Linked DNA regions of Bicyclus anynana: region 1 is linked to region 2. A link is a contact called in public Hi-C data. All regions are on one chromosome and are shown on one strand. The core of a region is the stretch at or near the end of the contact, and the rest is flanking DNA. Distances in the headings are between cores, read along the strand shown. Region 1 holds the start of LOC112051037 (zinc finger protein 567). Region 2 has its middle 52 kb from the start of LOC112051359.

What was found. A called contact is a pair of places that touch in the nucleus more often than the background predicts.
Region 1: a contact with region 2 is called in a Hi-C map of whole larva, with 4 times the contacts expected there. The contact joins the promoter of LOC112051037 here to the enhancer-like site in region 2. A contact is called at or near these places in 2 of 2 Hi-C or Micro-C datasets (whole body and whole larva).

Annotation. Positions count from the first base shown.
Region 1 is chr5:18,511,895-18,515,713 of ilBicAnyn1.1, forward strand. LOC112051037 (zinc finger protein 567) reads left to right here and starts at 1,514. Exons shown (of 7, transcript XM_024089504.2): 1 at 1,514-1,653. It overlaps LOC112051061 (protein tiptop-like), which reads right to left and starts at 1,132. Exons shown (of 5, transcript XM_024089536.2): 1 at 1,016-1,132.
Region 2 is chr5:18,028,468-18,032,401 of ilBicAnyn1.1, forward strand. No RefSeq gene overlaps it. Among protein-coding and RNA genes, the nearest start is that of LOC112051359, 52 kb to the left of the region's middle. Within about 2 kb of position 1,339, at least 8 of the 8 cell types and tissues checked have open chromatin away from gene starts, as enhancers often do.

The sequences.
Region 1 (3,819 bases), core at 264-2,763, 480 kb after region 2:
TGAGAAACGTAATTTTAAATATTTTTTTTATCAAGTAACTTTTGTTCCCTAATTCTATTCTGCTAATTTTTAATATACGAAACTATTTCGTTTACATTAATTTGCGTACAGAAATGACAGGTGGCGCCATCTCCTGTCACATCATGCAAATAACCAACAAGCTAAAGTTTCAGACATTTATTTTATTCTTTTATTTAAACTTAATGTGTAATTTAATACTATAATTAAAAAAAAATACTTTTTGTAATAAAATACACTACATGCAGCAAAGTGCCTGAGTAGGTATTCGTTCTACAGTTTTAAAGTACCTACTAAAGTTAAAAAAAATAACTTTAATATTCTTTCTGTGAAAAGTCAATAAAATGCAAGTAGGTAGTACTTGGTAATAAATTACCGTAAGTACTTAGTAAAGATAATAATCTTATTAGGTACTTAATGATATTTATATGTAGAACTAAAGAATAATATTATATAAATTAGTAATACAGTAATATAATAGGCACAGTTACCTTTTTCATGTTTTAGATAAATAAAATTACCTAATTACTTATATTTATTTACTTAGGTATACCTAAGTACATAATACCTAATTATGTATATTTAATATCTAGAATAATAATTATTATAATAATTATACAGTTACGCACGTAGGACGATCTACTCTAGAGGTGGCCCTTTTAGTAGGTATATGCATTCTCAGGGCAGGCAGGAGAAACTAAGATGATTTTATCAAGATAATATGTGAAACATGCTTTAATAACCACTCTTACAGTTGTTGTTATGACCAATGTTAAACATATTGTATATGTAAATAAATAAATGAAAGAAACTTCTTCTTTTCAGCAGTAATATAAATGAGTCCATCGGTACGTCTGAAGCTTTATCTGGTAGCCATGCTCTCATACATGCAAAATAATGCGGACTGATCTTGAATATCCGATGGTCTGCTTATGGGTTTTTTATTTGTCATGTTTAATTAAGCGAATCGTGGTCCGATGGCCATTGTCCGACTTACCTGCTCGACGATTTAAATCTCTCCCGCCGACCGGTTACACGGACTTGTCATCTGCCTTTTTGTTCCCATTCATTTATTTACCCCTCGATACATATACCACAACACTGACATCAAGCCACCATAAAAACCCTTATTTTATGCAGTGTTCAACATTGGTAGTCATTTTAGAATCTAACCCGTCCACAAACTTCACATTCATTTAAACAATTCATATTGTTAATAACCATAATTCTTTATTTTATATATCTAATATATAAATGTAACATTTTAGAGCACAACTAAAAATAATATAGGTATAACTGTACAGTCAACGATCTTTGCCTGTGTTTCGGCAGATCAAATTAAAAAAGTGCAAGCTAAAAAACAAAGTTCCATCGCGTTCGAAATTATTGTTTCGCATAGAGTGCGATGTTCGCGTTTTCGCGCCGCACGTTCAAAACATCGGACGCATTCCACGCGTTTGCTGTCAATGTATGTCAAGAGGGGGCGGGCCAAGAGTCGCGCGTCGGGCAACATCGGCCGGCGTCGGTACGCAGTCTGTCTCGCGGACGCAAGGTGAACTGAGTCACAATGTGTTGTAACATTCTTTAATAATAATATTCTGTGTTTTACCACAACTTTACATCATTCAAACCCTGGTAAGTCATCAATTGATTTGAAGTTTTACTTTAGTAACTTGTGAAGCTTCAATGCTCCAAATGGCGACATTTTCGTGTAAAATGTTTCGTAAATTGCTAGTCTGTACCTATATGTTTTGCTTCCAATGTTATAGTATGTTGAAATGATAATAATTGATAACGAATAATTAGAATTGTTATTTAATTATTAGAATCCGTTTCATAGCCATTGTTTCGATAAATTATAGTAAATATTACGAGATAACCTCAAAAAGTTTGCAGTGAGCGTTGACGTTGAGTTTTCACGTGGCGGTTCATAGATGGCATTGTTATTAAAGGGGCGGAGTATAGTAGTAACTTATAAGCTCTTTGAATTATTTATTTAATTTATTTAATTTTTGGCTTTTATTAAATGATATACTATTTTTTGGCTAATCAAATATTGTTTTCTGGTATATTATTAAACTTATAGATAAATACAATTTGCCTGTACATTTCCACAATAACAAAATGGTAAAAATAAATAAGTATGATGTTTACTTTTACTATTTGTTCTCCTTTTTAGTAAGTGCTAGTAAAGTATTGATATTAGTATTTCTTGTTGCGATGGCTTGAAATTCCATAAAGTAACGCCTACTTCTGTCAATTATTTATGAATTTTAGTGATCTATAAATTATTTTATCGGATAGGAGTGGGCGATTATTTGATTGGTATACTTAAGTAGGTAAGTACTACGAGTATGTAACAATATTTTGTTGTAACTGAGGCATGACATTACAATATACTGTACCTAATATTAAATTCTCAATATACGTTTACTTTAAAAAAAATATTTTGAAAACTAATGTAAGGATATAGAGGGATGAAAGTTCAAGTCGTTCCAATCAACCTTCTTTTATAGCTTCAAGATCTCACTTTTTTGTTTGTACTGAAAACTAAAATTTTGACTTAAATCTGAGATTGAGAACTAACAGTAAAAGTAGTAAAAAATATTATAAAATTATTTTATAGGTATTTTAATTTAGTGTTAATCAAAACAAACATAAAAATTTTTCTAAGTTTATACCAATCTTTTCAGCCTGACTGAGTAGGTAACAAACATTTACAATATTATTAACAAAATTTCAGCACGATTTGTTTAACTGTTACTCATATTCCACCTTGTTGAGTAGAAAACATACAAACTTCCACATTTATAATGTAAATAGGATTCTCAGCGTCAAGAATTATGTTATTCATACATAAATACGTTTAATTGTCATTCATATTTCGCACGGCCTAAGGCCTGCGCGGTTGTTCCAGCCGGCGACTATTATGCAACTACTCGTAAATCTGTCGCCCGAGACGTGCGTAATCTGCCCTTTATGACGAGTGATGCATTACTTCTATTGTTTGAGAGTCGTAAATTTCATTTTTTCCATCGCACTGTTGCATAATTCTCTCTATTCTTTCGAAAGTTCGTGGGGATCCTTTCTTAAAATCAATAACAAGTACCGGTTAGATATATTAAATGCCTGCGTTGTGGTGGTTCCACTCTTGTTTTTGTACGTTTCATTATCATAATTTTGGGAATCATCAGTTTTCATTAGTAATGGTGTTTTACAAGGTATGTTTGGCGTTAAAAATTGTAACTAGAACATCTTCCTTTTTTTCCAACATCATCAAACCAATTCCTGACATATAAAGACTATAATGGCATGTATGAACAATATTTCAAAGTAGACTCTTTAGTAGAAGATAGACTCTTTAGTACTTTTTAACTAAAGTTGTCTTACCACTTGCTCGGAAAATTACTAATATATTTGTATTAGTAATTTTCCGAGATTCTCGTAATATAATTATTACGAGTCTGCACTAAGTTATAGAAATTAAAATATGAATGTAAGTATGAAACGTGTTTTCTCTTCCATTAAAAACATGAAGAAAGCGTCTATTTTTATTTAAAAAATATAAATAAATTATATAGAGAAACCGTACCTGTTAGGTGAAATAAATTATTGTTGCTTATATTTAATAAATTGGTACTTAATCGATGTAATTTGCGTGACCATATTAATAGTTCCTTATTATAAAATACAAAATTACTCGTTTTCTCTAAAAATAATAAACTTGAAATGATTTAATACATACGTAAATAAAATTATTATCTTTGTATCTGCATATATTTATTTAATTGCTAATTTGTC
Region 2 (3,934 bases), core at 89-2,588:
GATCATCACTATCTTTATCAGCCTCAGACTAATTACATGAGGACTAGTATCGCACCCAAAATCATGAACAAAATTGTCTGTCATTATCTGAGGAAAACGAGTTTAGATTTTGTATATACACCACTCAACTACACAAAAAAAAAAATTTTTTCGGTGCTCTTTAATCGGAGAATACGATTACAACTATGTATTATCGATTCTATAGAGACAGTTTTTAAAATCGCATTACATCGTTGATCATAATATACTTTGATAGAAAAGTAACGTCTAGCGAGACAGGTCTTTATTTATTTATTTTTTTGTCGTAAGTTAGTCTGAGTAATCCGTTGGACGTCCACTGCTGGACGTAGACCCCTTGCATTCACCGGCTTCTTGTAACCCGCTTATTGTTGTAGGTTCACCTACTGGGGGCTCGACCAACACTGCGCTTTCCGATGTGGGGTCGCCACTCCAGCATGTTGAGACCCCAGTAGGTTCACCTAAGGGGGCTCAACCAACACTATGCTTTCCGATGCAGGGTCGTTACTCCAGCACGTTGAGATCCATATGCCTATCGGATTTTCGGCCTTGCCTATTGTCACTTTAGCATTGCGGGTGACTGGTTCTTCTGCGGATCTCATCTTCTATGATTCAATCACGCAGATACACTACTTTCTACTGATAATACTCTTAACTCAGAGTTGCTTTATTTGCATATTAATAATTCTCTCAGGAAATCTAGACAGTTGGAATCAATTTAACACGAATATATCTTGTTCCGACTTTCTATTGGAAGTCGAATCACTCTATCAACACATTTGAACGTTTAATGTTTGACACGTTTCCAAAACATGCGATATCTTATAAAACAGTCCATCTGCCAATCCAAACTAACTCTTAGTTCTTATGTAATAAGGTATTATATTTTGCACCACATCAAACGGTACAAGCCAATTTCATAGAGCACCTACATATTCAAAGCAGAGGTTACACCTACCGAATAAAATACACAATATGTAGTTGTCACTGCTTGATAGAACCTGTCTTTCAAACTATCTACTCTGTGTCCTAGCCACTGAAGAACTATAAACACAAAATGTCTACATACGAAAAGCATTCTTACTATTAATGTATCTAACGTTGCATTTTGAATGCCATTGAGTTGTGATATAAGCCTTTTTGTTTTGCAAATAAAAAGAACGCTCCCTTATATTAAGTTGTGGTTATAAGAAATTGTTTCGTGTACATTGCTAGTGAGATAGTGCGATCGTTTTTGTAGAAGCGAATAAGAGCGGCGATGTATGTTGAATAGATAAAACGCAGTTGGTTATCGTATAGTGCAGGAGTGGTTTAGTCCGGGTTGACATCCCTTGGGAGACAGGAGCTAGGTGTTGAGATGATCCCCGTTTGGATAGATCAATGGTATGTCAAAATTGTGTTATACTTGTGGGACTTATGCAGGCTTGCGGTAAGCGATACGGACAGTGATAGATTCTGGCTGGATTTCCACCTCACGATTCCCTGGTGGAGAAATCTGATTGGATTTAGTTATTTCTACAGACAGTTTCCTATATGTCGATTGTGGACATGTTGGAAATATCCATCATTTATTATTACTTAGGTTTCAGGGGTTTTCAATATAATTATTTTTATAAAGTATACATAACGATTGTAGTTTTAGGTGTACTTTTTATAAAGAACTTCCTCAGTCAATCTCGGAAACATACAAAATGTGCTAAGGGACGTTTATTACGACATATTATGTATTTACGATAAAATCGATCTTAATGTAAAAGGTGGTGGTATGATAAGTAGGTAAATAAAAATTATCGTAAATAAGATGATTTTAATAATTATTTTATTCTGCTAAGGAGCTGGGGGACGTTAATTTAAAAAAAAAACAATTATGGAATCCATTATAGTGCCAAAAAAATCATGCTGGATAAAAAAATATGTCCATAGAGTTCTCTTTACGTGTCAACGTTACAATGTAATCCACAAAACCACCCCCAAAATAACAAATATAAAGAGGTATGTACTTACACGTATATACAGGATGATCGGAAATGGATTAGTACGGAACGCCGTCACACCCGAGCCGAGCAGCCGTCCCAACGTATGTCAGACAAGCTGACGCGACACTACCTGACGACGCCGAGAATAAAAATTATTTATTTGCAAGAAATGTGGGTAGTTACAAATTTTTAGTTACATACTAGGGATATGGAGACTTTTAGTAATAGTAGAGTTTTTATGTCGTGAAAGCCGTGCTGGCCCAGTGGGTATGATTCTGCCTTTGATTCGGAGGGCGTAGGTACGTAGGTTCGAATCTTTTTATTTAGATATGTGCTTTTTTTTAGAGCCGTGATAGCCCAGTGGATATGAACTCTGCCTCCGATTCCGGAGGGTGTTGTTTCGACTCCGGTCCGAGGCATGCACCTCCAACGTTTCAGTTGTGTGAATTTTAAGAAATTAAATCTCACGTGTCTCATACGGTGAAGGAAAACATCGTGAAAAAATTTGCATACTAGAGAATTTTCTTAATTCTTTGCGTGTGTGAAGTCTGCCAATCCGCATTGGGCCAGCATGGTGGACTGTTGGCCTAACCCCTCTCTTTCTGAGAGGAGACTCGAGCTAAGCAGTGAGCCGAATATGGGTTGATAATGATGATGTGCCATTTAAGAAATTAAACATCACGTGTCTCCAACGGTGTAGGAAAAACGTGAGAAAACATCTACAACAGGTAAGCACCTGAGTATTTTCTCAATTCTCTACGTGTGTGAAGTCTGCCGATCCGCATTGGGCCAGCATGGTGGACTAGAAATTAGCTTAGCCGGTAGCCCTCTCATCCTCTGAGAGTAGATACGTGCTCAACAGTGAACATAGTCGAATATAGGTTGTTAATAATAAGAGCTTTTTACAAAAAGACTTGTCCAGAAACTTGTGCTGGTAGTGTTTTAACTTATGAACTATGGATGGTTGAGATAATATTATAGAAATAACCAGCTTTTTGAGTCGCAGGTCGCGAGTCGCAGGGATTCGCTGGATGCAGGCGGCTCAGTATCGTGATGTTTGGAAGTCCCTACAAAAGGCCTATGTCCTGCAGTGGACGTCTATCGGCTGATATGATGATGATGAACCAGCTTTTTAATAATTATTTATGAGTAAAATTTGTGAAAAATCTGGAGAAGTACTGCCTTTGGTCAGGCCTTAGTCCACCACGGTGGGCCATGCATGGCATGCAGGTTTCCATACGATGTTTTCCTTCACCGCTTGAGACACGTGATATTTAATTTCTTAAAATTCACATACCTAACAGAAAAGTTGGAGGTGCATGCCCCGGACCGGATTCGAACCCACGCTCCACAAATCGAAGGCAGAGGATCCATAGGGCTATTACGTCTCATTAAATTAAAATCATAAACTGGAAATATCAACTTATCTCATGAAAATTTTAAACATTTTTTGGAAAATACCTCGTATATTAGGTACATTATATTACATAATATTGTACCTACAAACTTTTCATTCATTGAGATACTAATATTAATTCAACACGATAAACTTCACTACCTAAAAATCGGGTTTGATTATAATTCACATAATTAGAAAGAAAGAAAGAAAGAAAAGATCTTTATTTTTAAGTAATGCCACATATCACATAAAATCTAAATTATAACATATTATGGCTTAACTGTCCACTCAAACAGTGGAGCACTAAAGAATGCCCTGTAACATATGGCACAACCTAGAAAAAGGCCCCATTATTATTATTATTATTATAATTATTATTTTCGATTAATTCGATAAAATTAAAAAGGTAATTTGCATTTGCTTAAAAATAAATCATGAATCGTCATCAAGCTAAAACTTCGTAGGCGCATTGTATTTGAATGCTTTGTGAAAGCATCGCTAGATGGCACTACCTGTGCCATGTCTCTGAAAACAAAGATAA